Linked DNA regions of Mus musculus: regions 2, 3 and 4 are each linked to region 1. Evidence: chromatin contacts called from public HiChIP or PLAC-seq and promoter capture Hi-C data. All regions are on one chromosome and are shown on one strand. The core of a region is the stretch at or near the end of the contact, and the rest is flanking DNA. Distances in the headings are between cores, read along the strand shown. Region 1 holds the start of Tstd2 (thiosulfate sulfurtransferase (rhodanese)-like domain containing 2). Region 2 holds the start of Tex10 (testis expressed gene 10). Region 3 holds the start of Ccin (calicin). Region 4 overlaps Clta (clathrin, light polypeptide (Lca)).

What was found. Promoter capture Hi-C pulls out the DNA fragments that hold promoters and counts their contacts. HiChIP or PLAC-seq counts read pairs in DNA pulled down with a chosen protein or histone mark.
Region 2: a promoter capture Hi-C map of neutrophils shows a contact between it and region 1, with 3 times the contacts expected there. The contact joins the promoter of Tex10 here to the promoter of Tstd2 in region 1. A contact is called at or near these places in 2 of 39 promoter capture datasets (liver and neutrophils) and 1 of 115 datasets of contacts at active chromatin or transcription factors (astrocytes).
Region 3: an H3K27ac HiChIP or PLAC-seq map of embryonic stem cells shows a contact between it and region 1, with 8 times the contacts expected there. The contact joins the promoter of Ccin here to the promoter of Tstd2 in region 1. A contact is called at or near these places in 1 of 39 promoter capture datasets (pre-B cells) and 2 of 115 datasets of contacts at active chromatin or transcription factors (embryonic stem cells and large pre-B cells).
Region 4: a promoter capture Hi-C map of pre-B cells shows a contact between it and region 1, with 7 times the contacts expected there. The contact joins the enhancer-like site here to the promoter of Tstd2 in region 1. A contact is called at or near these places in 2 of 39 promoter capture datasets (liver and pre-B cells) and 2 of 115 datasets of contacts at active chromatin or transcription factors (astrocytes and large pre-B cells).

Annotation. Positions count from the first base shown.
Region 1 is chr4:46,134,850-46,142,208 of GRCm38.p6, reverse strand. Tstd2 (thiosulfate sulfurtransferase (rhodanese)-like domain containing 2) reads left to right here and starts at 3,734. Exons shown (of 10, transcript NM_173033.3): 1 at 3,734-3,829; 2 at 6,615-6,822. The coding sequence starts at 6,658. It overlaps Ncbp1 (nuclear cap binding protein subunit 1), which reads right to left and starts at 3,698. Exons shown (of 23, transcript NM_001033201.3): 1 at 3,323-3,698. The coding sequence starts at 3,356.
Region 2 is chr4:48,470,322-48,477,680 of GRCm38.p6, reverse strand. Tex10 (testis expressed gene 10) reads left to right here and starts at 4,218. Exons shown (of 15, transcript NM_001355740.1): 1 at 4,218-4,415.
Region 3 is chr4:43,979,781-43,987,139 of GRCm38.p6, reverse strand. Ccin (calicin) reads right to left here and starts at 3,636. Exons shown (of 1, transcript NM_001002787.2): 1 at 1,607-3,636. The coding sequence starts at 3,545. The coding sequence ends at 1,779.
Region 4 is chr4:44,012,470-44,019,828 of GRCm38.p6, reverse strand. Clta (clathrin, light polypeptide (Lca)) reads right to left here. Exons shown (of 6, transcript NM_001080384.3): 2 at 6,821-7,359; 3 at 979-1,016. The coding sequence starts at 7,037. Among named protein-coding and RNA genes, the nearest start is that of Clta, 12 kb to the right of the region's middle. Within about 2 kb of position 3,493, at least 22 of the 459 cell types and tissues checked have an H3K27ac peak or open chromatin away from gene starts, as enhancers often do.

The sequences.
Region 1 (7,359 bases), core at 2,485-4,984:
CACAGACAAAATCCATACACTTTAGGGAGTGGGGGTGGCTCACTAAAGTCCTTCCTGAACAACCATGAGAATCTGCCTTAGTAACACCTGCCTGTAACCTAGAGAACATGGAAACAGGCAGATCCCTGGAGCTCCTTGGTCAACTGGCCTAAATTCATCACGTATAGGGGGTTTTTATTGTTGTTTGTTTTTTAGACCTTTTTCCAAAAAAAAAAAAAAAAAAATCAGCTGGAGTAAGAAAAAGATATCTTTATAGATGGAGTCCTCAACCTATGGGTTGCAACCCCTTTGGGAGTCAAATGACCCCCAGATGGCCTGCATATCAGATATTTACATTATGATTCACAACAACAGCAAGATTACAGTTATGAAGTGGCAATGAGATAATTTTATGATTAGGGTCACCACACCATGAGTTATTAAAGGGTCACAGCACCAGGAAGGCTGAAAAGCACTTTGTTGGATATTTTAGACACCTCTTGGAGAACTAGCTGTATGTTTTCATACCCTGAACAATAAAAGAGAGACAGGTTTATGTTGACACCATAATCCAGAAAAGGCTTACTTGCTATGTAAGTTTTATAATATATGTAAAAGTTACATATTGCTACAAACACTGGTAGTGCAGAGTAAGTGGCCTTTATGTTAATAACCACTCTAAAGGCTCTTAAGACACCAGGCATGGTGGTGCAGGCCTTTAATGCCAGCAGAGGCAGGCAAATCTTTTGAGTTTGAAGCCAGCCTGGTCTACACAGCCAGGGCTACACAGAGAAACCAGAGGTGGTGGGTGGGTGGAAAACAGACAATAGAACAGAACAGAACAGAACAGAACAAACAAACAAACAAGACACCAGATCTTTTCTCCCTGCAATAGGAACCGAATGTTACAAAGATACATTGTACTGTTTCCTATGCCCTTGTTAGAATCAGACTGTAATTCAGATCAACAAAGTAGACAAAAAACACCACCATAAAAGAAAAAAGTAACTTTGACTCTACAAACTTAAAACTAGAATTTAAAATGGTAGAAGAATATCACTTCTGAAACAAAGTATATTGTCCCTATGTATAACAAACTTTTCATACAGTTAAGTGTAAAAACATCAGCCACAATAAAATATAAAGACCTAAGTGGAAGTAGAATAGGCTATCTGGACTTTTGACTAAGATTCAATCTAAATTCCTTCTTTTTTTTTTTTTTTTTTTTGGGTTTTCGAGACAGGGCTTCTCTGTGTAGTCCTGGCTGTCCTGGAACTCATTTTGTAGACCAGGCTGGCCTCAAATTCAGAAATCCGCCTGCCTCTGCCTCCCAAGTGCTGGGATTAAAGGCGTGCGCCACCACGCCGGGCCTAAATTCCTTCTTAACAATAAGACAATATACTTCACACTGATAAAATGTATATCCAACATTACTGAAGAAGTTCAGAGATACTGTTAAGGAATCTAAGCCTGCCAAGTATGGTATTCCCCTTGGGGTAAGGCAGGGCAGTCAGTGGGATCTATCTAGCCAGGACATAGGAACAGGCGTTCCAGCCTGAATTGCATAGTTCTAGACAGCCAGGACTACATACATAGACAGCCACATAAAGACCCTGTCTCAAAAACAAACAAACAAAAGAGTCTAAGACTGAGTTAGATTTGATACTTTCCATTTACCATAGCCCTTTCTGTGACTCTAAATAAACTACGGGAACTTTATTGATTAGCAACCTTGTAGTATCTCTGTGAATCCCCAATCATATAGTCCTAACAGAAATGTTCAAGTGGCCCAGTGAGGTAAGAGGCTCATCTAAACTCCCCGGTCTCACAACTTCTACCCTCACTTTCTCTCTTCTACCAACAATGACCTCCTTGCTGTCTGTTCTCTAACACGACAGAAATGTTCTAACCTTAACTCACGGTTTCCTTTGGACCTCTGCTTCCTCCAAGCATCCACACGGCTCATCCTCACATCACTGAAGCCATAGGCCATCTGCAAGGAGGCCTTACCTAACCAGCTTCTCTCTCACTTTGGTCTCTACACCCTTTACCTCACATTATTCTCCACAACCCCGTGACCTTATAACGAATTGCACTATACCGCTGTGGGGTTTGTCTTAACCCAGGGGAGGGAGCCTCCACTGTTCTACTGCCTCCTACTCCACTGCAAGCACAGAAGCTAGGAAACTGTTTAGCAAGTCGGCACTCCTGATGTATTAGGACATTCTCTCAGGTACTACTGGCAGAAACCTGGGGCTCCACTATATGGGATTCGCTTGGTTGTCTTAACATTCCAAGGGAGGAAGCTAACCCAATTAAACTTGGGGGAGGGAGGGCTTTTTTTCTCAACGATGTCAGCATTTATCTGTGTGTATCACCTCTGAGACATTAGCAGTTGACAAAATAAACATCATCATGAACTACTGGTGAGCACAATATCTCATTTAGCCCCCCGTAGAAACCAAATGGCTTAGTATTATCCACAGTCCACGCTTAGGTTTAAGAAGTCATATGACCCTGACAAGATCACATAGTAAATAATCGAGATGTCGAGCTTCGAACCTAAACCCTTCGGTTCTAAAGTTTTTTCTTGCCTTAACCCTTTGGACCTAACACTAACAGCTCCAAGTGTGTTCTTGAAAGGCAATAATGGTGCAACAAAACAAAATTTATGGCAACACAACGACGTCCTTGCCGGCGACCATCAAAACTGACATGAGAATTAATAATCTGCTCGGGTTTTCCTGCACTTTCTTATAAGGGAAATATGCTTAAAGCCAATCCAACAAAACACCCCGTGCCTGTTTATTAGTGACCTCTGGGGTGTTGGTATTCTTTTTTTGAAGCCTAAAAGAGGGGAATCAGCGGGTGGCAGGTGGAGGAGAAGGGCTCAGATTGCAATACATCCGACCTCTGTCATAGCTTTGTTCTTTTCCTGTCTTCCCAGGGTCCTTTCCAAGTACACCCTGGAGGGCTAAAAGGAAAACACTGGTCCACTAGATATATCTCCTCCACTAAGTGATCCTAAGAGGCAGCAGCAGACAGACACACGTGCGGTTTCCATGATCAGTAGTGAGGGATTAAGTCCTCAGTGTCGCGGGACCCCAGGTCGGATTTGCTCACGGGATTCACCAGGCCTTCCTTTCCCATGACTGAAGGAGATGGGGTAGCAGGGAGGCCGTCGCTTTCCCGAAGCCACTATCCACAACCGAGCCAGCAGCCTCCCTTTGGGGCTCCCCGAGCCCTCCCGGGGAGAAAGGATTCCTATCCGTTCCCGGGAGACTGAAGGCGAGCCCGGCCTCGGTTCTCACCCGGACGCAGTGGCCAGGCCGAGAGCACTTACCATCGTTCTCGTAGCTGTGCCGCCTCCGCGACATGCTGCTTGCTGGTGCGCAGCCGATCTGAGTTGCTAGCCGCCTGCAACCCCAGAACCGTCGGGCTGCCGGCCGGCCGGTGCGCGGTCAGCGGCGAGGCGCGCGGACTGAGCGGCGCGCAGGCGCACTCGCTTACGACGCCTGCCGGAAGCGCGTGCAGAGGGGCACCGGATGGGCTCCGCAGTGGAAGGCCGGCGTCTGCAAGTCCAATTGCGGCCGCCTCCTCCGGCTTTCCACCCCGGGCCCTTCTGGACAGCGAGCTAAATTATCCGGGCCGCAGCGATCCCGCCTCGGCTTTATACAGGCCCGGCGGGATTTTCCCGGCGGCCCCTGCGCCGACGACTTAGGAGACTTCCGGAGAAAGGTGACGGCTCAGGGACTCTCTGCGCACGCGCGCGCCGGGGGGCGTGGGCTCGAGGGCGGGGAGCAGCGCCAAGTTGGTGAAGGGAGACCCAGGAAAGGCCTAGGGTTTGCGGGTAGGTGTTCTCTCTTTCTCTCTCGCCATCCCGCTGTAGACGCCTCGGGAGACCTGAGCGGGGAGGAGGGCAAGCCACTTTCAGCGGTAGGGAATCCAGGCCCGTCCGGCTGAATCTGCTCACTGTAGTCCTACTGCCTACTTCTCCCAGCTGACGGACGCCCCAGCTACTGATCGGTGTGGTTCCAATTGTTCTATTCCTCTGCACGTGTACAGTATGTGGACGTCCTCTGCCCTGTGATGGACACCAAACTGTCTTGTCCATGGTCTAGCCCAAACTTTTCCTTCAGTCTTACCTGTTACAGTAAATGGCCGTTTCGGTAGTTTGCTTAAATCCAAGAATTTAGGGAGGAGTCATTAGCTCCTTCACTTCCTGTGTTACAGTTTATCCACTAACACTGCCTGCTATACTCTGAGAGCAAGTCTAGTCAAACTTATTTACTATGCTTAAAACTCTTCACAGACTTAAAGCAATATTTTATGTATTTGTAAGTCTGTACATCATCCTGGAACTGGAGTTTCAGACTCTCTGTGAGCAAGGAGGAGAGTGCGCGGGAGCGGGGTGGGGGTGCTGAATCCCGGGTCTTCTGCTAGAGCAGTAAGCACTCTTAACCAGTGAGCCATCTTGCCATCTTTCCGGCTCTACTTCTCTTTGTTTATTTTAAAGATTATCGTTTTTCTATTCTTTTCATTTATTTATTCGTACATGCAAGCAATCCATCTTTCCAGGAATTTCCACTGCGAATTCCAAACTATGGCTTCTTGGGTTCTGTTCCCGTCATTGTGTGTAAACCACCATGTTCTTCTGCTAAAGTCCAGCTTGTTCACATTTTAGGAATCAAGACTTATTTTCTTTATCTGTTGGTCTCTGCTCTGAAATTTACATGACTAACTGTCAGGGACCTACAGAGTTATTTCTCTGACTCCTCAACTCTTGCTTTATTTCATTCAGCAAGTACTATATTGTATTAATTAACATTTGTCACCGTCTGTACATGGGACAACGAGACGGTGTTCAGGATACTGAAGCCCTAAGTGACCCTCTCAGGAATGATCACAGGTACTGTAGTCTGACGGACTTAATAGCAAAGGGCGAGTGGTACAAATTATCACTCATCCTTTGCTATTGAGGACAGATTATCCAGAGTAAGACTTTGGAAGAGTCCTCCAAGAAAGGATTTTAATATATTCTCATCTGGCTCCAGTTGCCTGAAATGAGCCAATTCGAGCCAGATGAGAATATATTAAAAATGGGTTTATTGGGAATCTGCTCTCAGGTGAGTTCACTGACCGCTACCAGGATTGAGACCAGGGAAGTCACTATGGGGATGGGGGTGGAGGAGGGAAGAACACAGGAGCAAAGAAAGAAGGGAAGGAGGCCCAACAAGGAGGCCAAAAGGTCTGGATTGTATAGAGAGGAGCCTCTGGGGGAAGGTTCAGGGTTGGGACAGGGTATACCAGATAGGGACTATGGGATACTGGGAGAACCTGAAGACCATGTCTGCTTTGATATGTAAAATATGCACCTTGGTCCAAGGTTAGAAACCAAACCTTAACCATTACTAAATCAGATAAGAAGTGAGTGTAGTTCAAAGTGGATTGCTGACTTTCAAAGGATGGCAAAGCATTGGGCCTGGTATAGTGGCCCCGAATTCTAGAAGTAGAGGCAAGGGGAATCTTAAATTTAGGATTACTAGAACCTCAAGGCCAGCCCCTACTATATAGCAAGACCCAGACTCAGAAAAATTAATTTAAAAACTAGGGGTTGGCCCAGGCAGCATACACCAGCTGATAGGAGGCCCCAGACACATATATAGCAGAGGACTGTGTGGTCTGGCCTTAGTGAGGGAAGATGCACCTAACCCTCAAGAAACTTGAGGCCCCAGGGAGTGGGGGCATTCTCTTGGGCAGGGGACAGAGAAGGTGTGGGATGAGGAACAGAGGGCAGACTGGAAGGTGGATAAAGACTAGACTGTAAAAAAGATTCAAGAATAAAATTTTCTTAATTTTGTTGGAAAAAAAAAATAGGGGTTGGCAAGATGGCTCTGTGGGCAAACCCCTGCCACTCAAGCCTGACAATACAACGTGTGTTTGATCCCTGGAGCCTGTGCAGATATGGAACTGGCAGGCATCTCGGCACAAGTAGCCACAGAAGTAAATCAAATGTAACAAAGAAGACTGCATTGGTTATAGTGTATCCATTTTGGTAAGATTTGGCCACAGTAGCAATTTGGAAATTTTGGCTCTGAGATTTGAGAACAAAAGAAACAAAGCTACAGAAACACTGGAGTTGGTTGATTTGGGAAGTCCATAGTGCTTTTCTGCTCTCATGTGCTGCCCTGTGTTTTGTTTTCCCCTGGCTTACTTCCTAGTTCATGTTTCTTTGAAGATGAGTGCTATTGCCTCAGAAGGGCTCTTCCTGTGTATGAGGAGCCCTTCCACTTGCCTCCTTACTCCACTCATTTTCCTTTGAAATATTTAAAAAAAAAAAAGAAAAGAAAAGAAAAGTCAACTCAAATCAATGTATCGGCTTACCTTTCCTAGTAGATTGTAAACTTAAGAGGATAGACTTTTTCCTATTGCATTTACTGCTCTATTCCTGGTGTGTAGAAGAGAGCCTGGTAGAGCATAGTTGTCACATAAATACACTGTGGAGTGAGCGAGGGGACGAACGGAGAGCTTGGGGTAGGAGGCTACTGGTCATTTCATGAGTCCATTAGCTTCATGTCTGCTTCAAGAAGTAACCAAAGAGCTGATTGCTATATTCTCTTTTGCTTACGTCTCAGAAGATACTTGTCTGCAAGGAACCTGTCCCACTGATAAAGCCAGATGCCTTCTTCCACTTCACCAGACGAAGAGGATGGCCTGGAGACCTGTGTTTTAAAGGTTTTTGATCTGGATTTAAAAGAATCAAATCTTGTTAATCCCAGCAACAGTCTCAAAGCAGAGTTAGATGGCAGCACAAAGAAAAAATACTCGTTTGCAAAGAAAAAGGTAAAATTGCTGTCGGTGTTCTCATGATCATGCATGCAAAGTTAATGAAGTACATGTAAAAGCAGGTTATTGAGCTTGCCTCTACCTCACAGTGTAGTCTGGTCTCGAATCATATAGTCTTGGAACAGTTATGGTCGTGTATTTGAAGAGACTAGGTCCAGGGGCTGGAGAGATGGTCCTGAGTTCAATTCCCAGCAACCACATGATGGCTCACAACCAGTGTCCTCTTTTGGTGTGTCTGAAGACAGTGATAGTGTACTTACATACATTAAAAAAAAAAAAAAAAAAAGAAAGAAAGAAAAAAAGACTAGGTCCTAGAGAAGGTTGGACATCTTTCTTCTAGTGTAGAAAGAGTCCCAGGAACTCAGAACTGTAGTGGAAGGAGAATGACAGGTAACAGGGCAGCTGACATCTAGAGATGTTGTTATGAACCATGCTGGCCAGGGAAGTTTGGTCTCCTCCAGCTAGCTCAGTGCTTTGAAGAAAGGACAGAGCGCTGCAGGATGCTACAGGGTTCCTAAGAATCCTGTTGTAATT
Region 2 (7,359 bases), core at 2,969-5,468, 2.3 Mb before region 1:
TGTGGCAGTAGCCAACATGTCTGTGTCTCTGGAAGTCTTACGTGGATTCTATCTTTAAGCACTCACATCTATCATCCCCTACTCTGTCCATTTGTTGTCTTTGATATATGGAAGTAGTTGCTTCCTGTGGTTGTTCACTGGTGGTAGCTCATTGTCCTTTCTTCCATTTTTGACATTTCAAGTAAGCATTTGATCCTTTTTTCCCCCTTGTTTGTTTCTGTTTGTATTTTCCTGCAGTAGGGTTCTCCCTATGTAGCCCAGGCAATAACTTTGAAACTGAAGGGCACTAGCTTAATGACTAGCAATTCAACTCCACAAAAATGTATGGCTTAAGCTAGGATTTTTGTCATGCTTCAGAGCATAGATAAAAAGGGAAAGAAGTTGTTAATATATTGTAGAGATGTAGGGATACAGATCTTGACATCTATACAGATGGCATTGTGTCCCCTGAAGGGCATTTTGACATTTTAACTTCCAGTTTCCTTGGATGTGTTGATTTGGAAATGAGGTCTTCATAGGAATGATCAAGTTAGGATGAGGTCATTAGGGCATGTTCAATCTTATGTGATTGGTGGTATCTTTATGAGACACTAGGAGTAGCCAGTAAGAAGCAGACTCCCTGTTGGGCAGACTGGCAGGGGAGCCATGGTGAAGTAAGAAAGGTGGTAGATTTCCAAGAGGGCCAACTTGTTCCTCACCCTCCTGACTTGAGCCAAAAGCCTGGCAGCTTAAAATTAAGGCTTTGTAAGATTTTGTCTCCTATTGGGAGACAAAAGCCTACAAAGCCCAATAGGAGACAAAATCTGAGATAAGCCAATAGGCCCCCTGCTGATGGACAGGCTCAAGGCCTGCTTAGGCCATGTCACACAACAGTTCTGGGCCAATCAAACCGTTCTAGCTTTCTTCAAACTGACCAACACTAAACACTTGAGAGGACCACTAGGCCTCAAGACTGGATTTGTGCTTTGCAGTGGGTCCTTTTTCTCTCTGCATCTGCTCATCCCCCAATAAACATCTTTTCTAAACCGTTGTTTCTGTTTGCCGTGCTACGTATTGTGCTTCAGATTTTTCCTGCCTGAATACAAACCTGATCAAGACCCTCAGGCTGTCTCATTTCAAAGACCCCTTAGTTTGCATTATTTATGAAAGTAGGAAGCTTGAACACATACACACAGAGGCATACCTACAGGGTAGTCGATGTGCACAATACAGAGAATAGGATCTGCAATGAATATCTAAGGCTTCCAGGAGCAAGGAGTGGAATAGGGCAGATTCTCTCTCTTAGTCTGAAGAGCAATCAACATTGTTGATGTCTTGATTTCTAGTGACTCCAGTCTCCAGAACTGAAGGCCAATGTATTTCTATTATTTTAGCCAATTGGTTTTGTAAGGGCCAAAGAAATGAACACTTGTGTGGCCAATTAGCGAGTGTTAGGAATACACTCCTCTTTACATTCTAGAATGCCTGTTTACTGTAAACAGTGCTTTTCTGGCCTAGGTCAAGAAATCTTGCTAATTAGTATTGTTATGTAACAAAGATCTCTAAGTAGATATTCCTTGTAATTGTAGAATTTGTCACTTACAAGTTGAGAAGTCCAGTCTTTATGCTCACAGTTTTCATGTTTTAGAGTAGAGACAATAAACTAGCAGCCTGTTCATAACTGTTTTGTTGGCACACACAGTTTTAAAACTCAGGGGGAATGTTATCTGTTTGGCAATTGTGTCAGTCACTTTTTATGGCTCTGACAAAAACCACCTGAGATAAACAATTTAAAAGAGGAAAGATTCACTCTGGTTCATGGTTTCATAGGGTTCACTTCATGGCCAACCGGCTTTGCTGGTTTGGCCCTGTGGCACCTAGAAAAGACAGGCTCACTTTGAAGTGGCCGAGAAGGAGAGAGAGAGAGAGAGAGAGAGAGAGAGAGAGAGAGAGGCATACTCAAAAGGGCCAGGAGCGCTTCACCCCCACCAGCCTTTCCTTCTAACCAAAACTACTTCTTATTGCTTATTCAGTCTGAACTTATCAATGGTAAGCTAATTAAATCATCCATGGAGTTAGCGTCAATCACCTCTCAATGGTGTGGTTAGCTGGGGACCAACTTCAAATCCAAAGAACACTACCCATATTTAAAGACTAGATTTCTTATAAACATTTCTGGGGGTTTAATTTTGCTCTGCATTCCTTCAGGGTAAATATTGCCCATTGTTCGAAAGTGACTGCTTTTTTTTTTTCCCACACCATTAATATTTATATTAGCCACACACAAAGCCACCAGGCCTGCTTTTCTCTGAGTCTATAATCTCTGTTCTACACCAAAATAGGAAACAAAAGAACTATGGCTGAACATTACCAAATAGCATGTGTTTTGTTGATATTTATTGTGGGCCTACTATGCTCCATACACTATTTTAGGTATTTAGGATATAGACTGAACCAAACAGAGGTGCAACATGAAACATATATTTTAGTGGTGAGTGAGGGGGACAGGTAGTAAGCGGTATGTAAATTATACAGTACATTAGAAGGTGGTACACCCTAAGAAAGAAAAATGTTGAGCAGAGGAAGGAAATGTCTATATGTAGGACAATATGTTATGATTTTTAATTCAGGCCACCAGGATAGGCATACCTTGAAGGTAGAAGATGTTTGAGCAAATTCAAGTGAGGGAAATTTGTCCAGTGGATTTACTGGGTTGTGTACTTCAGGCAGATAGGAATATAAAGAAAAGGTCTAACTAGAAAGATAAAGGGGTACACGTCTCTTGTATTTAAGGAGAGCAAAGAAGTGAAGGTCACAGGAACAGAGAGAAAAGGGAACATAGCAAAACAGTGCTCAGAGGACTGCAAAGGACTGTTCCAATATGGTAGGATTTGAGGCCATCAGAAGGACTCTAGATTTGGGGGGGTAAGTGACATGGGGAACCACCGAAGAGTTTTATAGTGACATGCTTTGCCATATATAAAAAAATATTCCGAGAACTGCTCTGCAAATGTTAGACTGTATGGGGTCTAAGATGGAGAGAAATGTGTTCCCGGCTCTTTCCTCTGATCGGGGTGATGTGGACCTTGAAGGTAGCCAGGGAGATGGTGATTAATAGTGGAAGTCAGAGCCAGCTGGTTTTTCTCCTGGGTTAGAAGCCACATGGTCTCAGAAAGATGCCAGCTTTTAAGGTTTGGCTTGAGTAACTGGCAGGATGGGATGCTATTTAAGGTGAAGAGGTTGTAGGAAAATATTTCAGAATGGATGTGCAGAGTTATCTTTTAGTCCTTGTTGATACTGAGATAGATATACATTGCAAAGCTGAAGGGAGAAGTTCTGAATAAGCTGGTAGCATTTTGGAGTTTAGGGGGCATATCTAGGTGGCATAAGCCTTTATAATTTTTTTTTTATTTTATAGTTTTACATATAATGTCATCAACTCCCAAGGCAGGTGCGGTGGGGGAGGGGAGGTTGTCTGTGTGGTGGCTTTTTGGCTTTATTCTTTATTCATTAACACAGAGGAGGTGTGACCTTAATTCTGATGCTTGGGTCTCCTGAATTTAGTTATTATCGTTTTATCCCTACTTCGTATATTGAACCTCAATATAAGGTATTAGGCTTTTCTAGTTCTTATATGTAGGAAGCTGCAAAGACAAATTTGACTCTAGGCTGACACTCTATCTGTATGCTTTTCCTTATATGTGGCTAAGTCAATCTTTAGATGGTTTTGTTTTCAAGATTTCTTTCTTCACATCTTCTTTGTAGGCATTTTAATGTCTCAAATTTCTCTAAATCCACTTACTTTGATTAGTAGAAGTTAATTATATGCTGAAAATGTTGAATTGGGGAAAACCCTGTCCTAGGTTTCCGGGACTCTGCCACAAGGTATAGTTTGTAACCTCTTAGCATTTGTCTATTTGCCTTTAGTCCAGGTTACCCTTCCCAGAAATGCTATCTTTGCTGTCCGAAACTTTTTCCTTCCTCAATTAAGCTCAGTTTATACTTTTCTCTAGCTCCAGGTTTGAAGAACTGAAGTCCTTGGGGGGAGAAGACCGCCTTTCAAGCTGTAACCAGCCAACATCCTCCAAGCCAAGGATGCTGGAAGACCTGACTCGGCTTGCTGGACCCTAGACCCTCCTCTCTTTCCTCCAGCTTCCGGCGCAGCCCCTCTTAGAGGGGGCGTGGCGTGCAAATCTGGACCCGCCCTCCGGCTGCGCGCGATTGCGACCTGCGGTCACGTGAGCGCGGCGAGGGAGGGCCCCCACTTCCGGGCGGCGGAAGGAGACGCGTCCGCGTGAGGACGAGGCGATTTGAAAACACGCTCTGGGAGCGAGCGGAAAGCCTGCGGCCGGCGGTTCACGGCGTGCTCCTGCGGGGCTTGACGGTCGCTCGCTCTCCGCCGCGTCTCCGCGTTCCGGGTCCGTCCGGGCTCTCAGGTGAGCGGCGTCTGTCTGTCCTGCACGGCTCTTCTGGGGCGCGGACACGCGAGGCCCAGGCGGAGGGACGGACTGTGGCGGCGGGTAGGGCGGCCGGGGTCCTAGCTGTCCCCCCACCCCGAGCGTGAGAGCCGGCCGAGGGGCTTCCGAAACGCCTCAAGCGGCCGCGGTCCGATTCGGAGGCTCGGCGGGTGTTAGGCCGGCGTGTGGGGGTCGGGCCAGAGACTCCACTCGACGTCCACTGAGGTATAGGAACCATGGTTTTTCTTTGGGAAAAAAAAAAAAAAAGACAAACGGAGTTTCCATTTTTGGTGTGCGAGCTCGAAAACGGGCGGGCGGATCTGATCGCTGCCCTCCTCCCCCTCCCCTTGACGGAGGACCCTCTCTTTCTGCCCCCTCGAATTTGGGGAACTTTGGAGACGCGAAGGGTTGGAGAGAATCACCGTAGGCCAACTGCTGCAATGCTTACTTTCTCTCCTTGATTTCTTCCTTTCTTTTGGAGAGCGGGAATAGTTGGAAATAAGGAGGAAAGGTAATGGGCTGGCCGCAGGGCAAACTACTTGGGAGTCTGCTTAAGTTGCAGTCTTTCTTCCGCTCAGGTTAGCATTAAGACTGACCTGCAGCAGGCATGTGTATGTGTATGTGTATGTGTATGTGAGTTTTCAAGCTTACCAAAAAGGTGATCAAGTCCAGTGAGAGCTCAGGCTCCGAGGCTGGAGTTAGCTTCCTTGTACTATCTACTGCTGTAAAAGTGGTCTAGTCTAGTAGAGCTATTTGACTTCCAGTGTTACGAAAATCTTTAAATGGAAATAATAGCAGCATCTAATGGAACTTTAACCAAGTTCCTAGTGGGAAAAAAATTGTCAGTATGTTTCTGTAAATAATTGTCGAGATTTAAAAGTTATTAGCCCTCATAATTTTCCTAGCAGACTGATGAGAGTGTACTTGAAGTGATACGGCACAACTTACTGAGAATGAGGTCTGATGTAGATTGCTAGAGACAGACCGACCGACCCATCATCACACGTGAAAGAGTGCCTAGAGGATAATGCAAGATGTCACAGGGTCAATTTTTCTTTCTTGTGAACCGTTTTCTTTTATCTCTGGAAACACTACTGATAAAATTGTAAGAAAAAACTTACAGAGTATGCTTGCTTAATAGGTAAAAACCAGCTTTGTATTAAAAGGGATGAGTCCCGGGGCTTTCTGGGTGTGTGAGGCTTGTATGTTTGGTAGGTGTTGGTCCTGAGGCTGACTAACACATGCATGTGTGCTTGAAACAACTGTCAGCTTACAGCTCTGGGTATGGTAAGCATGGACAGGGCAATTACTTATTTAATCTGGTAAAATCTGGTAACTGTACCTTGGCTTATAGATACATAACCACAGTAGAAAATATGTTTGGATAAGAATCACACCGATTCTAGAAATAGTTTTTTTTTTTAAATGGAGATGGTATTTTGCTGTATTGATCAGGTTCCTCAAAGTGCCTGAGCTCAAGCAGTCTTTCTGCAGGTCTAGTATTGACACAGGCAAATGCACTGTGCTCCCTTTAAAGCCAGCTCTTAGCCTCTTGTGTAGTAGGCAACTTCTACTTAAGGGGTCCTAAGGTCATAAATCTATGAATTTGGATATGCTGTCTTAGCAGAATTCATTCATTCATCCATTCATTCTATCAGCACTGTAAACTTTTATTTATTTACTTTTAAATCTCCCATGTGTAGCATTATGACTTTATGACCTAAGGTAATTCTGTTAGACCAGAAGTGCTCAACTGGGTGTGCAGTGGAAGACAGAATTTATTATTTTTGAAGAATGTGAAAGGAGCTTTAAGAAAAGCTGGAGAGGGTTGTGGGAGCCACCTGAGTGCCTGCCGAGGCTTGGTGCCTTGGCATGGTTAGGGAGTGCCCCATTTATAAAGAATAAGAGCAAGGAAAGCTCCCTGTCCTTGTCACATCTGTGTGTAGAAAGCTGTCTGATGACCATGGCCAGGGGCTCATAGAGGAGACAGTGTAGACAAAGCATTTACCAGTGGGAAGCTTGAGTAGTAATCGGGTAGAAATAAGGACTATTTAAAGCCAGTGACTTTGGAATGGGCAGGAAGCATGCAGATTAAAGGGTTGGTGAGCAAGAAAATTGGAATGGAAGGTGAAAGAATGTAATGGAGAATGAAGAAAAGTACAAGGTGATCTGGTTGTGCTTGAGTTGTTTACTTAGTGGCCTGACTAGTCCTTTTCTTATTCCTCTTAAATCACATTTCCTGTTATCTTGTTGCTTACCTTTGGGGTGGGGGAGGGGTGCAGAGGGTGGATACTGTTTTGTTTTTTTGTTTTTTTATTTACGACTATAACGATGAAAATGTGCCTTTATTTCTGTCCTTAGCAGGCATGTTCCCACTCCTGACCTTTACCTGGCTTTCTTGCTCATAAGATACTCATTCTTCCTTACTGCCTGCTTGGGTCCTACCTGTTCTGTTCTGTTTTGATTTGATTTGTTGTTTGATTGGTTTGTAGCATCTAGCTTTGATTCATGAAACTTAACCTAATTATCTCTTTCATTAAAAATAGCAAAATTTTCACACTTTGTTAAATCCTGAGTACTGTGCATTTCTAACAGAAGTGTACCTGTGGTATGTTCCAGAGTGGGGAAAAAAACCAAACCAAACCAAACAAAAAGAACACCAAAAAATTTCAGGTTTCTGTGTAGCACACTGACAATTTCTTTTTTCTTTTTTTTTCTTTTTTTTGGTAAGACAGGGTTTCTCTGTGTAGCTCTGGCTGTCCTGGAACTCACTCTGTAGACCAAGCTGGCCTCGAACTCAGAAATCTGCCTGCCTGTACCTCCCAAGTGTTGGAACTGAAGGCGTGTGCCACCACTGCACATTGACAATTTTATATGGTTCAGAAAACCTTGCAAAGAAAGAATTTTGTTAAAGAACAAGATT
Region 3 (7,359 bases), core at 2,387-4,886, 2.2 Mb after region 1:
ATTGGTGTTTTGCTTGCACGTCTGTGTGTCTGTCTGTGCACCATGTGTCTCGTATGCAGTGACCATTGGAGCCAGAAGGAGGGAATCAGACCCTAGGTCTGGAGTTACAGGTGGTTGTGAGCCACCATGTAGGTGCTGAGAATGGAGCTTGGATCCTCTGCAAGAGCAGCCAGTGCTCTTAACCACTGAGCTGTCTCTCCAGCCCTCAGCCCCTTCTGAACCAGGGACTCCCCCTGCAGCCCAGCCTGGCCTGAGACTCATTGTGTAAGCCTGGCTCATCTTGACTGCTGAGATTATAGGCAGGAGAAACTTGTCCCACCAAGCTGTATATTTTAAATAAGTTCATTATAGGGAGTATAAATTATTTCTCATAAAGCTTTTAAAAAACAATTCTATTGCATTTCTGAATAATACAATTTGGACCAAAATATTCCAATTTTGAATTCCAGACTTTATACCTGTTATCTAAAGGAGAAATTTAGAAAAACACTGGGGATTCTTTAGGTAATTGGTTTCTATAAGAGGACTTTCTCGACACCAGGTTTTACCCTTCAGTGGCATCCTGAAGCAATGGATCTTGGAAATCTTTGGATGGAGCAAGGCTTATCCTTTAACAGGGTAATTCTGAGTTGGATGTGGGAGCACACACCTGTGATCCCAGCACTAGAAGCTACAAAAGAGGCATTAGGTAAAGGCAGGGGGTCATCCTTCCGGGCCAGTCTCAGCTACACAGTGAGTTCCCAAGGGGTCTGAGCTACAGAATAGGATCCTGTGACAGAAGTCGTGTGTGTGTGGGGGGTGGGGTGGGGGGGGTGTCCTCAGCACAGTGCATGCAGGGGACTATCTGTCCTGGGCATTCCACTCAGTAAGACTCCACACTTACACTATTAGTTAGGTGGTCTCACCATATCTCTGTTACCGAAGAGGAAATGAAGGCACAGAGATATAAGTTAATTTGCCCAGGATAAGCTAGTGGGTTCTTGAGCTGGTACCCGAGTTTACCTCCCGATCCCCATTACAGCTTCACTCCACTACTGATCTGGATTTCTTTCTTCTCCCTTTACTGTAGCTTGTCCACCCCTGATTCAAACCTCACATTCCTGAGAACGTTCTCCGTGAACCTCTCCAACTAGAAGCAGTGACCATTGTAAGTAATCCTCAACTTCCCCCGAGATGAGACATAAACCACCCTAGGTGACACAAATACAACAGGCCATCGACCCTGCTTGTCCCTGGACTTGCCCACACACCTCCTTCCTCCCCAGCCTACAAGGCTACTCTCCTGGGCTTAGGAGAGGTCCTTTCCTGTCTCCCAAGAAGACCTGAAGCAAACACATGCTGGAAGAGCCCATGCCATCACTACTCTGAGCAGAGATTACTATGCTAGCAGATCCCTGAGAGGTGACTACAGGGATTGGGGGTGGGGGGGGGCACCACTCAAACATCCCCTAGCCCAGAGTCTGGGAGGAACTTCAATCCCACAACCACCAAGGATTGTTTTTCCTGACTCAGTTTAGAGACCTCCAGAGCTGGAATAACAAAATTAATTAACTAGTTAATTAATTAATCTACCCACTGTAGACCACCAACCAGAGACCCCATCTCTGCTAGTTACCTCCATTGAGATATTAACCCTGAATCCTATCCATCAGGAACATGTGTAGCCCCAAGCATTGACCCCCCACTAAAAGGAATCCAAAGTCACATTCCTCCCTTGCTTTCTGTCATTAAATTGTGAATAATAATGCATTTACTTATTCTCCCACTTAAAAAGTTGTTTAAATTCTTTGAAGAATCTTGCAAGGCAGCTTGGCTAGACAGCAGGCAGGACAGTCCAGTGCCTCAGGTGGGCAGGCAAGGGTCTGCCATTCACCTATCTTTTGGTCCAGCAAGTAAGCATTAGGATTGATGGTGTAGTCCTTGGTCTGGACATCGCTGGCTGTGGTGACACCCCCACATACAAATACCTTGCTGTCTCCAATGGAGCAGATAGCATGGGATACATCCAAGGGACAACTGTTGGGCAACAGAGGTACTGAGGTTGTCGACTTGTTGGCCTTGATCTTCTGTAAGTTGATTTCCACGCTCTGCCGGTGGCTGTGTACACGAAGGATGTTGTCCTGATGGAACGAGAGCAGGGGCCGGTGGTTGAATTCGATGGGGAAGGTGATACACTGGACCACTTCCCCCGTGCAGGTGTCAAAGCAGTCCACTACACCGACCCGGGAGATGTAGCCCTTCACCAGGCATCGCCCAGTGACAATGTACAGGTTCCGGTCACCCTTAGTGATGACTGCTGTCCCGTCCATAGGGATGCTCATCTTCCCCGCCAAGCACCAGGCTTCCTTGCGTTCATCATAGCGATAAATGTTAGAGACGTACCGGCGTGGGGCAATGCTCCCACCCACTGAGTAAACTGTTCCCCCGCAGGTCACCATGGTGTGGAAGACAAGCCCAATGGGCAGGTCAGGTAGCTTGGTCCAGGAGTTGTCGTCCATGTCATACCGCCACGCTGTCTTCAGTCCTGAAATCTGCTCAGTGGTGCCACCGGATATGTAGATGTAACGGCCAGCAGCAGTGGCACTGAGCGCGGCTGCCCGGTATGGCATCTCTGAGAGCTTCAGCCACAGGTTCTCCTGGATGATATAGGCAAACACCCCATCGTTGAACTTACCGTGGGCCTTCTGGCCACCCAGGATGACCACCGAGTCAAGCAGGGCCCCTTTCCGCTGGTAGCTCAGCAGGCTGCACGGGCGCTCCTGCTTGCGGTCCATCAGGACACTTTCGATCAAGGTCGCGTGGGCAGAGTTGTTCTCCAAGCCAACCAGCTTGTTGCTGGCAAACATCAGCGTCTTGTTGGAGACCGCATTGAGATTGATGTAATTGAAGAACTTCTTGAAGTATTTTTCCCGCTCCTCCTTCCGGAAGTACACCCAACTGATGAGTGCGCTGAGCGCCTGGTCCTCGTTGAGCACGTGGAGGTTTTCATCCCGGAGCAGGCGACCGAAGATGACGGGTGGGCAGCGCATGAAGTGCATAGAGCCCTCGGGACTGGCCCAGAAGTGGAAGTTGTCACGAATGCCAGAGTAGGCCAAGTCTGATACTTCTTTGAGCTCGAACAGCTCAGCCAAGAAGAGGTAGCGCAAGCAGTTGACGCGGCGAATAGACTTAATAAGGAAGTCATTGCAGTGAATCCGAAGGCGTGGGGTATTGAAATACTGTGCGCCCCGGAGCAGCTCCTCCACGTTCTGCTCTGAGATCACCACTTTGCCGCTGTAGAAGTAATCCAGGAGCTGGTCCACCGTGGCTGGGCTCAGGTAGTTGGGGTCGATGGTGATGTAGAGTTCATCGGTGGTCTTCATGTCGTTGCTGGAGATGAGGCTTTTCACTAGTGGAGAGACGGCAGCCAGCACGTTGCGATGTGCGAAGAAGACATGATGGTCCACAGTCAGGGCCATGTCCCAGTACTCTTTACGCTTCCTCTGTTTGTTCAGGTTTTGCAGCACAAAGCTGTTGTAGTTTTTCTCTGTGAATTCCAGTTTCATGGTGCTTCTTGTTGGCCGAGACAGAAGATTCGTAGCAGGTACCGGAGGGCAGACTTTTCCAGGCCTTTGGGGTTTGTACTGATGGTTGTTTGCAGAGCAGCTGACCAGAGAGGAGTGGGCGTGGGAGAGAGGGTGACGTCATAGAATGGATGAGGTCATCATAATGTAGCCCCCTCCCCGCCCCCAGGCCTTTCTCTCCCCAGAGCTTCAGAGGAAGCTCTGGAATGGGGCCACGGTGTCCCCCTGGGCCTTTCAAGTCACAGTCCTCGGCTTCGCCGGGAATGTTCGAACTGGTTTGGGTGGGGCAGAGAGCAGCTGTGGAGAGGGAAAATTTAGGGTGGGAGGAGAGGTTACCATGATCTAGAAGCCTCCCTTTTAACCAGAAGGCTGAAGTCCTGCTGAGGAAGGACTCCCCCTGTCACAGAGGCAGTTAGAGGCAGAGCAAACCTGGAACTCCCACAGTGTGGGGCGTTACAACCCTTTCACCCCTTCAGGAAGTGGGGACCAGACAGTTTTCATGGTTCAATTCTTAGGCCCTGAAGGCCCTTTTTTCTACCAAGGTTCCTGGACGTCTGAGAAGACAAACCCTCTGGCTTCTGATCTCTGTAGTCAGAATACAGTTTTCATGGAGAAGTGGGTGACACTCACTGGAGCAGAAATGGAGGGGCCAGCCAGCCCTAGGAAGATGGGAGGACTTGGAAACGCCAGTACCAGGTTTCCAACCTCCCATACCAGGTTTGGAAACTTCCCATACCAGGTTTCCAAGTATCTAGTAAAATGCTGGGGAAATGCCTGATTCGGCCTCTCCACTCCGAGTTTCTTAGACCAGTTCACTCAGGCCTCAGATTCCTCTTCTGTGAGATGAGAATACTCGCTTCAAAGTGCAGCAGGCACAGCGCTTAGCTTACAGCAAACGTTCCAATAAATGCCAGTTCTTGTTTCTTAGTTGATATAACCACAGCTGTGGGCATCCCCGAAGCCCTCGACGGGTTATAGGAGCCTGCTTCGGCCGCACGGTGGCGCTGCAGGGTCACCTCCTGGCCAGAAGCACGCCGCCTCCGTGCTCAGCTTCTCCAATGGCGTAGAGAGGAAACTCACCCGCCCCGGGGCGTCCCTTTCTGCCTGCTTTGTCCCGCCTAGGGCTCCTTTGTGTAGGAGCGACTCTGAAACTCATACGTCTGGACCCGGGGCTCACAGTGTGGCAGACCCACACCTGTTCTCATTTTACAGATGTGGACAGAGCCCGGCAATGGTGTATGACCAAAGCCACCCTGGGACCTCTTAGGAAGAACCGTGCCATATGGTCACTTGTACTGGTCAGGAGGACCTGACTGCAGACCCCATCTCCACTGTGGGCTCCAAGCCTCACTCCAGACCTTCTGGTCCTCCTGAACGCCCCTCCCAGAGTGACTGTCAGCTCCATACCCACCACTCTCCAGCCCTCTTGCTGGCTTGGATTCTCATTCATCTTTCCATCCCACACCTAGCCTTTTCCTTATCTAGGAACTTGGTAATTTAAAGTTTGTTTGTTTGCTTGTTTGTTTTTGTTACAGGGTTTCTCTGGGTAGCCTTGGCTGTCCTGGAACCTCTATGTAAACTAGGCTGGCCTTGAACTCAAGAGATCTACCTGTCTCTGCCTCTCAGGTGCTAGGATTAATTGAAGTTTTGTTTTTTTTTTTTTTTTAAACAATTATACTTTAATAGTGAAGTTACACATCTTGATACCTGACTTCTGGGGCAGATAGTCTCTTTGGATGTGATGCCTGTGAAGGGGTTAGAACTTCTGTCCCCCTGCTTGGGGTACTTAGGTTCCAGCCCCACTTCAAAGAACTCCCTATGTGGCTGAGCTCAGTTCCCCACTACCTAGTCTCTCTCTCTGTCTCTCTCTGTCTCTCTCTCTGTGTGTGTCTCTCTCTCTGTGTGTGTGTCTCTGTCTCTCTTTCTCTCAGGGAATTTCAGCTCTGCACGCTTCTCCAGGTCTCATCACCTGAGAAACAGGGGCCACTTGGCCAGAGGAAGCATCGTGAGTCTGATAAGGATGCCTGAATCCAGTGGCATCCTGACTGTCAGACCCCACTTCCTGGGACATTTACCGGAAGCAGAAGGTCATCAGATCCCAGAGCACCAGGACAGAAATGAGCTCACTCACCGTATGCCTCCAGCTGGAGATCATGGAGGTCTGGGAGGATCTGACAGACCTGACTAAGGCCTGGAGAGAAGAGGCTTGTTCAACCGGAGAGCATTTGCCACAGTTTCCGGTCTTAGGTCTTAGTTGCAAAGCTCCCATCCTCAACAAACTCAAGACTCAAAGAATCCCATTACTCGGCAGGCAGAAGCAGGAGGGACTCTGAGCTCAAAAGTTTAAGGTCAGCCTGGGCAACATAGACCTTAAAACAAAACAAAAATTGGGGTGTGGTGCTCCACATGTGTAGACCTTAAAATTAAACAAATAGTGGGGGTGCGGTAGTCCATATGTGTCTCAGATTTCGGAAGGCCTAAATTTAGGCCAGCCTGGGGCAACATAGTAGACTGTCTCAAAGTTAAAAATGTAAAAGCTCATTAAACTGGGCCGGGGACAAAGCTCAGTGGGTAGAATGCGTGCCTGTCACGCACAGAGCGGTAGGTTGGATCCTGAGAACCATGCCAACTTGGTATAGTGAGCCATGCCTCTAATCCAAGCACTCAAGAGATAGGAGCAGGATGATTGGAAGTTCAAGGTCCCCTTTAGATATATAGTCTTTAAGTTCTAGGCCAGCCTGGACTACTTGAGATTAAAAAACAAACAAACAAACAAACAAACAAACAAAAAGAGGTGTTTGCACAGTTGCTGCTGAGGTCGCTCTGTAGGCAGAATGCCTGCCCAGCAAGCCTGACCACCCAAATTCAACTCCTGGAACCCACACAAAGGTAGTCGGACACGGTGAGCCCACAAAGTTGTCCCCTCACCTGCACACTCTATATGCAGTTTTGTTTTGTTTAGAGATGGTGTTTTGGTTGACATGGATGCATCTGGAAAGAAGGAACCTTAGCTGAGAAAAATAACCTCATATTGGCCTGTATGCAAGTCTGGGAGGTAGGTGTTGCTTGACTCAGGATCAGTGGGGGAGGGCCCAGCTCACCGCTGCTGGTGTCATCCTTGGGCAGCCAGTAGACAGCACTCCTCCGTGGACTGTTTGAGTTCCTGCCTCTAAATTCCTGCCCTGCCCTCCTCAGTGAGGGACTGCTACGAGAAGTGTAAGATGCAAGGGCCCTTTCCTCCCTAAGTTGCTTTTGGTCAAGGTGTTTTACCACAGTAATAAGACACCTACAACACGGGGTCTCTTTATGTAGCCCTGCCTATTCTAGAACTTGTTAGGTATCCCAGGCTGGCTTGGAACTCATGGAGAACCATCTGTGTCTGCCTCTGCCTCGGCTGAAACTAAAGGTGTGCACCCCTATGCCTGATCAATAAAATGTTCTTTACAGTTAAAAAAGGAATGAGCCCAGGGCAGGAGAATTGCCAATTTGGAGTCAGCTTAGTCTACTACCTAGCAAGTGCTGGGACAGCCAGGGCTACTCTGTGAGACTGTCAGAATTTGCAAGGGAAGGTGGGTGTGCCTGTGCCCATCTGCTCAGCCAGTGTTGCTCGCTGGCTCTTCTCCAGTCCTGGAAAGCAGCTTTTTCCTTAGTCCCAACCAACTGTGGAACAGACGCCAGCTTCGAGAGTGGCTTCATGCCAGCTCCTGGTTCTATGCAGACATTGGTACTCCTAGGGATGGGCAGGAAGTTCAATGGCTGTTTGCTTGGTTCAGCCAGGAAAGGGCTCCTGCCAGGT
Region 4 (7,359 bases), core at 2,244-4,743, 2.1 Mb after region 1:
TAAGAGTAGAACAGGTCACATAGCGAGGCTGTGTAAAATGTTAAAGGATGACTTAACGCAACAGGAGAGCCCTACAAGCCACCAGCACTCCCTGCATTACAGCATTACCGAGCTGGGTCCTTGCACTCTCAGAAGGGAGGCAAACTAGTTGTTATCTGTTAAAAAGTGGGGCACGAGTAGGTGACAGGAAAGCTGAGGCTGGATGCATAAGGGACACATTAGGACTGTGATCAGTCTCTCTCCTCACTCGACAGAGAGATATGCGCTAACCTTCAAAGCAACAAAGCCAAGCTTAGAGCCTAATTAGGGCTTCAAATGACACTGTACCATGCAGGAGACAGTCACTGAATGCCATCTAACCAAACGGTAAATTTTAAGAAAGAATTCAAAAGAAAATGCATAGCAACTATAGTCAAATCAGGGAAGGATCAAAAACTGCAGACGACTATGAGTCAGAAGGCAGGGGTGCTTTTCTGTAGTGGGTAAAGACTTGAGACCTAATAACACATTGACAAAACCTCAGAGCTGCAAACTGATTTGAGAATTATATGATGTGGCCACCTGGGGTTCATTACCAGCTTGACCGTATTAGACTCTAACAACGAGAAAGAGCGTTAAAGTTCTAGTGAATGCCAGGCTTAGTGGTGGATCCCAGCTCTCAGGAGGCAGAGGCAAGTTAAACTGTGAGGCAGCCTAGCCTGGTCTCCTTAGTGAATCCCAGGACAGCCAGGCCCACATTGTTCCCAGTGACTTCTATAGTACTGGATATGGCATAGGGCACATAGTGCTTAAATTGAGGATGATGATCATCGTTTCAAATTCTATTTTTTTTTTTTCCAAAAAGCTCTTACTGCCACTGCCACTGTCTACTCTGGCAGACAGGGCACCAGCACTGGGGTCTCTTTTAGGTCAGTCAGTTCAAATCACAGTTAAGGCTCTAGTTTAGTGTTATTTAATATAGTTAAGAGCACTCTGTACCTGGTAGTATTCACCATTCATCACTCCGTCAACAGCATCTGTAAGACATAAGATTTCAGCAAGTCAGTCAGGGCCACTTAAGGATTAAGGATTATATACGAGAATACAATATTGTGTGCTGCAGCAACTAGAAGCTACTGAATAGCCTGTAAGAAGTGACAGCGGGGCTAGAGCATAGCTCAATGGCAAGAGAGCCTGCCTAGCCTGCATGCCTCAGAGAGGCCCTAGGATCAAAAGGCAAAATACTTCGGTGGGGGAAGGGAGCCGGAAAGATGGCACAGTGTAAGAGCACTGGAGGCCCTCTGAGAATGCAGGTTTGATTCCCAGCACCCACAGGGCAGCTTAAAACCATCTGTAACTCCAGTTCCAGGAGATCCAATGGTCTCCTTGTGTCTTCATGGGTACCAGGCACCCTAATGGTGTAGAAACATGCACACAGGCAAAACGCTCATATACCCAATTTAAAAAAAAAATTGCCTGACACCCTGAGTCCACTCCCTGTGACCCAAACAGTAGAAGAACAGGACTCCTGCAAGCTTGCCTCTGACCTGCACGCACACAGGGGCCAGGGTGTGGATATGAACTATCCGTGTTCATACACGCCTGTAGTGCCAGCACTCAGAAGCTGAGGCAGGAGATCAAGGGTTGTGAGACCAGCCTGGGCAAATTCCAGGTGAGCGTCAACCATACAGAAAGAAACTAAAGGTAGGTGGCATATAGCCTAATAATTCTAACAAAGGTTCCTAACAGTGAATAGAAGTATTTGGCTGGTGTAGTCCTTTGATGAATTTCTTGTTGAAGAATTGCCAGGCCACAGGGTATGTATTACTGTGAAGGTTCCTATTCTGAGGTAACGAGGTATCTGACATCTGACTTTCTTCTTTATTCAACTGTCTGAGATCTGCCTGTTTTTACTGTCTTCTGATCTCGAAATTCTCTTTATTAATAAATCTATAATACTGCAAGTATTTCCCCCATTTTGTTCACCTCCCTCCCCAGGCGCCTCTCTGTGCACCTGTGCATGCATGTGGAACTCAGGGGTTCTCATTGGATATCTTCCCCCAAGTGACTTCAACCTTATTTTTAAAGACATGGTCTGCTGGTTGGCCAGCAAGCACCAGGGATCCTGTCTCCTCCCAACTCTGGGCTTGCAGGCATCTACCACAGCAGTCAGATTTCACATGAGTACTTGGGATCTAACTCAGAGTCTCGCTTGTGCAGGATTTGAGCCATCTCCTATGTTCATCATTTGCACGTGCGCGCGTGTTTAATTGACACAGGCTTTTACTGTAGCCCAGACTGTCTTCAAACATCATGGAAAAACATCATGTTGGTGAGAATGACCTTAAACTTCGAATACTCTGCCTCCCTTCCCAAGTGCTGGGAATACAGGCCTACACCACTGTATAAGTCAGGTTATACGGTACTGGGAATTGAACCCAGGGCTTCATGCATATTAAGCAAGCACTCTACCAACTGAGCTACATCCCAACACCCCATATTGTTTTTCAACTTGGTTTATGACATTTAATCCTGAGAGTTTCAATTCAATTTGTCAGCAAATGTTACCAACTATTACTCTGTGGCTTCTGCAAGGGCTATCCCATAATAACATTTTTTTTTCTTTTATATAACTAATCACACTTTATTTAAGCCATCAGGTTTGACAGCGGGGGCCTTTCGCCCACTGAGCCATCTCACTGGTGTTTCTGCCGGTACTTTAAAGAATGTCTGTCTCACCTGGAATCTGTTTTTGTGTAAGGTAGAAGAGTGAGATACTCTTCGACCCCTGAGCCTCCGATGGCTAGCCCGACCAGTCCTACAGTATGGTTAATAGATTACAGCGAGCACTGTTAATACGGTTCAGCCTAGGGACAGCGCCAAAAGACGACTTTGGCCACTACTCTAATAAAACCAGAGCATTGCACACTCATACTCCTAAACTACTGGCAGCCTGCCCTTTGGGTCTGAGGAATCATCCTGGCCCGGCACATGCTTTGAGCTCTTTACTAGATATTACTTTATTCTTCTGACATTCTAAAGACTTATGTATGCGTATGGGTGCTTTGCCTGTATGTATATGCAGGCCACTGTGTATACAATGCCGGCAAAGACAAGAAGAGGTAATCAGATCCCCAGAAACTGCAGTTCCAGCTACCATGTGATGCTAGGAACTGCAGCTCGTAACCCCTGAGCCATCTCGATAGTCTTCTCATTCTTACATCAATCAGATGACCCAAGTCAAAGAACAGTCTACAGAAACAAAGGAATTATATCTATGGACTTTGATTTAAGACAACTCCACTAACACCAATGATGCAGAAAACTTTCTCAGGCATCTTAAGAAGTCCAGAAAGAAGGCAGGCAGAGTGGGGCACACCTTTAATCCCAGCCCTTGGGAGGCAGAGGTGGGCAGATCTCTGTGAGTTATAGACCAGCCTGATCTTCAGAGTGAGTTCCAGTACAGCCAGGGCTACACAGAGAAACTCTCTCAAAAAAACCAATAAAGGGAAGTCCAGAAAGCCACAGAGGCCACTCAAGCAGAGCAGCCCACGCTTTAGCCCCAGAACCTCGGGGACAGAAGCAGGTGATTCGAGTTCTGCCAGCCTTATTTATAGCAAGTTCCAGAACTACAGGAACAGACCCTGACTCAAACCACCACCCCATCCCCGCAAGAAGAAAATAACCAAGGGCAGAGTAAAGTTTCCATGGAGCAAGGCAACTTTAACCTTATGTTTATGTCAGCAAGTGAAGTCAGGCAGACCTAGGGCTGCATCCTAGCTGAGCCGAGGATTAGCTTGTACCTTAGAGCACAGCTTAGCTTGCACAGTAACCAGGTCTCATCCGAAACCTGCGACACCGCAGCCTCGCTGGCGGATGCTGCATGGATCCAGAGGCATGCGGAGTGTTTGGATGCAGTAAATGCACAGCATATTTAAATATCATGTGTAACACTCTTTAATTTCTTTCTTCCATTTCTACCAATAAAATTAATCTCCCTCCAGAAAAACAACCTTTAATTCATCTCTCTTGGCTTGTCAGAAACACCGTGCCTGTGACCACACGCTCTGTCGTCCACCAATAAATACTTTCTATATCCTCTCCTCCAGCCCCCACCACTGAGGGATATTTTTCAATATCTGACTTGCCCCACCTCCTTCCTAACCATCTGTTCTTCATGACTACCCCAGCCACTTCACCGGGTTGGTTACCTATCCCTAAACATATGTCTTGGCCCAGCCTTCTGTTTAACCTGTGGGCATCTCCCATGGGCATTTTCCCTGCAGAGGGAGCAAGTTTACGTCTTTTTTTTTTTTTTTAATCTGTCCCTCTGGAAAGTACATGAAGCAGAGCTCCCACCTACTCTTTCAATTTACTCGGTATACCCCAAAGCCTTCAAGCCTTTTTTTTTTTTAAAGACTTATTTATTATATGTAAGTACACTGTAGCTGTCTTCCGACACACCAGAAGAGAGCACCAGATCTCATTACAGATGGTTGTGAGCCACCATGTGGTTGCTGGGATTTGAACTCAGGACCTTTAGAAGAGCAGTTGGTGCTCTTAACCGCTGAGCCATTTCTCCAGTCTGCCTTCAAACCTTTTAACGCCTCTTCCTACTTCCAGAAAAACAGTAGCTAAAATTCACTGACTGCTTACTACACACCAGTAAGCAATCACAGACAAATTGATGTGATTCTAAAACACCTTGTGGTATATATTATGTACCTTAACAGAGAAGAAAGCAGGCTAAGCCGTGACAGTCGTTACATAAATCGCCTAAACTCGCCCTCAAGCAGCAGGATAGCCTGAATCCCAGCCACTACTGTGTTGAGTATGAAAGTTGTCAACTCCCAAGAGGAAGTGCTGAGATTACACTATTACTGCCCTCAACACACTGTCAGGAGCTGGCATTAAGTCGTTAAATGCTTAGTTCATAAAAACGTCTTTCCCAGGAACTAAGTCAGCAACCACCTCTTTCCTTCCCTTTGCTGAAAAAAAAAAAAAGCACAACTGTGCAGCCTCTCCGTTTTATCCTCCCAACTGCCTAGCAGGGCTCTTTCTGCCTACCTATTTGTCAAACACATGAGCACCTACTATAGACCAGACACTTACACGATCGATCCAAATGTGACACTGAACACATACAACACTGCCCGTAGAATGATAGACTCTTCTATGGATGCTACTTCTCCCAATTCTTGCCTTCCCGACACACCCACAAAGCCTTTCTTCCGTCCAAGCACACCCTGCTAAAACATCTGCAACAGAACGAGGTATACACAGTCTGAGGGAGGGGAGAGTCGGGGCTGTTTTCTTCACCAAGTCATGACTCTCTAGGACTCAGTTTTCTATTAAATGAAGGAAGGACTCTATAGGACTAAAAAGCAAATTTCAGGCGTTCTCATGCAAATGCAAAAGCCCACTCAAAGAAAACAGGCTCTGCCGTCAGTTCTAGGTTATGGCCCAGGTCTGTCCAAGCAGCTTGCTGCAAACTGCAAACCTGGGGTACAGTACAGGCTCCCATAGAAGCTCTGGCTGGGGCATGATTTGTCTAGGAGTTAGCATAATGTCCTGCTTTTTTTTGTTTTTTTTGGGGGGGGTTGGTTTTGTTAAATAAACAAACCCAGAGGCTGCAAAGTAGGAGCAAGTCTGTCCCAAAATATTCTGCCTGCTTAAAATGGCCATTTGTGATCTCTGGCCTCAAATACACTCAAAGCATTACTGTGGTGCATGGGAGCCTAAGGCTGCACCACTCACTGTCACCATGCCGTTTGCTTTCATTGGTCACCTGCCTCACAGTCGCAGAGTTTAGAGGGTAGATATTCTTACTAGCCCGGAGATTGCCATTTAATATTTTTAAGTTGCATTTTTGGGTGAAGGGTTCCCCCTATGTTACTCAGGCTGGTGGTGAACCTCTGGCACCAATGTCCCAAATACCTAAGTGCATGATGGTCCACAGTGCCAAGCTTTTTTCCTTGTAAATGGAAAGCCATTGTCTCTCTCTCTCTCTAGCTATATCCTACTTCCTTCACTACTGAATAGGCCTTTTCCACGCCATCTTTCCTCCCACACCACAATCCTGAGCATCAAACAAGGAAGCCATCCAAAGGCCAAACTGTCATCCTATCCCGTCTCTGTTGCTTGAGCTCTGCTGTGGAAAGGCCCACACTGCACTCCACATTCATCTTTCCCTCCTCCCCCTCCTTAGATTGGTCCGGACTATCCCTGCCTTTTCCTGAGGCAATTAATTCCTTCCAAAGCTGTTTCCAAAGAATAGCGCCAGGAGTCCTAGCCTCAACAATGTATGCAATGCTTGTAATGTAACACCTATCCTTCTGGGTCAGTTTCTTTCTCCGCAGCCGGCCCATCTTTATGAACTCCTTATCTTCCTCCCCACAATCCAAAGTTTTGCGTATCTTTAACTGCTAAACTACGTTGACATTTTTGTTTGCACGTGTGTCCCAAAGTTTATACTACTCTCACTTTTTCCTAATAAGCAATTATTTCCGAGTGGACTCAGCCATGTCTCTAAGTCTGGCCAAACTGCGCCAATGCGGCAGCTTCAGAGACCAGGCTTCAGGCACAGCAAGGGCTTGGTGAAAAGTTGGACAGAACGGACCCGGATCCTGACAGTCGGTGCATCTGCGCTCCCCTCCGCCCCGGCCCAGCAGCACTCAGAAGCCGGCAGTCTGCAGCAGCGGAGGTCCGTGCAATGACCCAGACGGGGTCTCACTTCCTCTTTGCGCTTCTAAAGCTTCAGCCAGAAGCCCAAGTTCCGCGTAAGAGCACCGACCCGAGTGTGCCCACAAGTCCTCCCGCCCGAACGCCGCTGCCCTCTCACCCGGACCTCCCGGCGGCTCGCCGTGTGGCTGCGGCCCGGGGGCGCCGCCGTCCAGGATGGCGAAGGCCTCATCGTTCTCGATGCCCGCAATCTCACTCTCTTGCTGCGCCAAGAAGGCCGCGGCCGGGTCTTCTTCGCCGGCGCCCGCCACCCCGTTTCCTAGAGCGGGGCCACCGGGCGCACCGGCGGGAGCGCCGAATGGATCCAACTCGGCCATGACAGCCCAACTCAACCGCAGAGACGCCGAAGCCGAAACCAACCGACCGATCCGCCGACACCCCGCCCAGCAGCCGACACTGTGCTGGCGGCTGCTACCGGAGGACGAGCGAGAAGAGGGAGAAGGTGGAAGCGGAAACCCTGCTTCTATATCCGGTTGGGTTGGTGAGCCACAAAAAGAACAGCCAATCAGAAGACGGGAGCTGCCCAATCAGCTGGCAAAGGGGAGGAGCCCTGGGGACAACTCGTGACTGGGAGCAGAAGGAAGAGCCAGCGGAAGTGCCACCCTAGGGGAAGCTGGGAGTCGCCGAGCATCGGGAGCT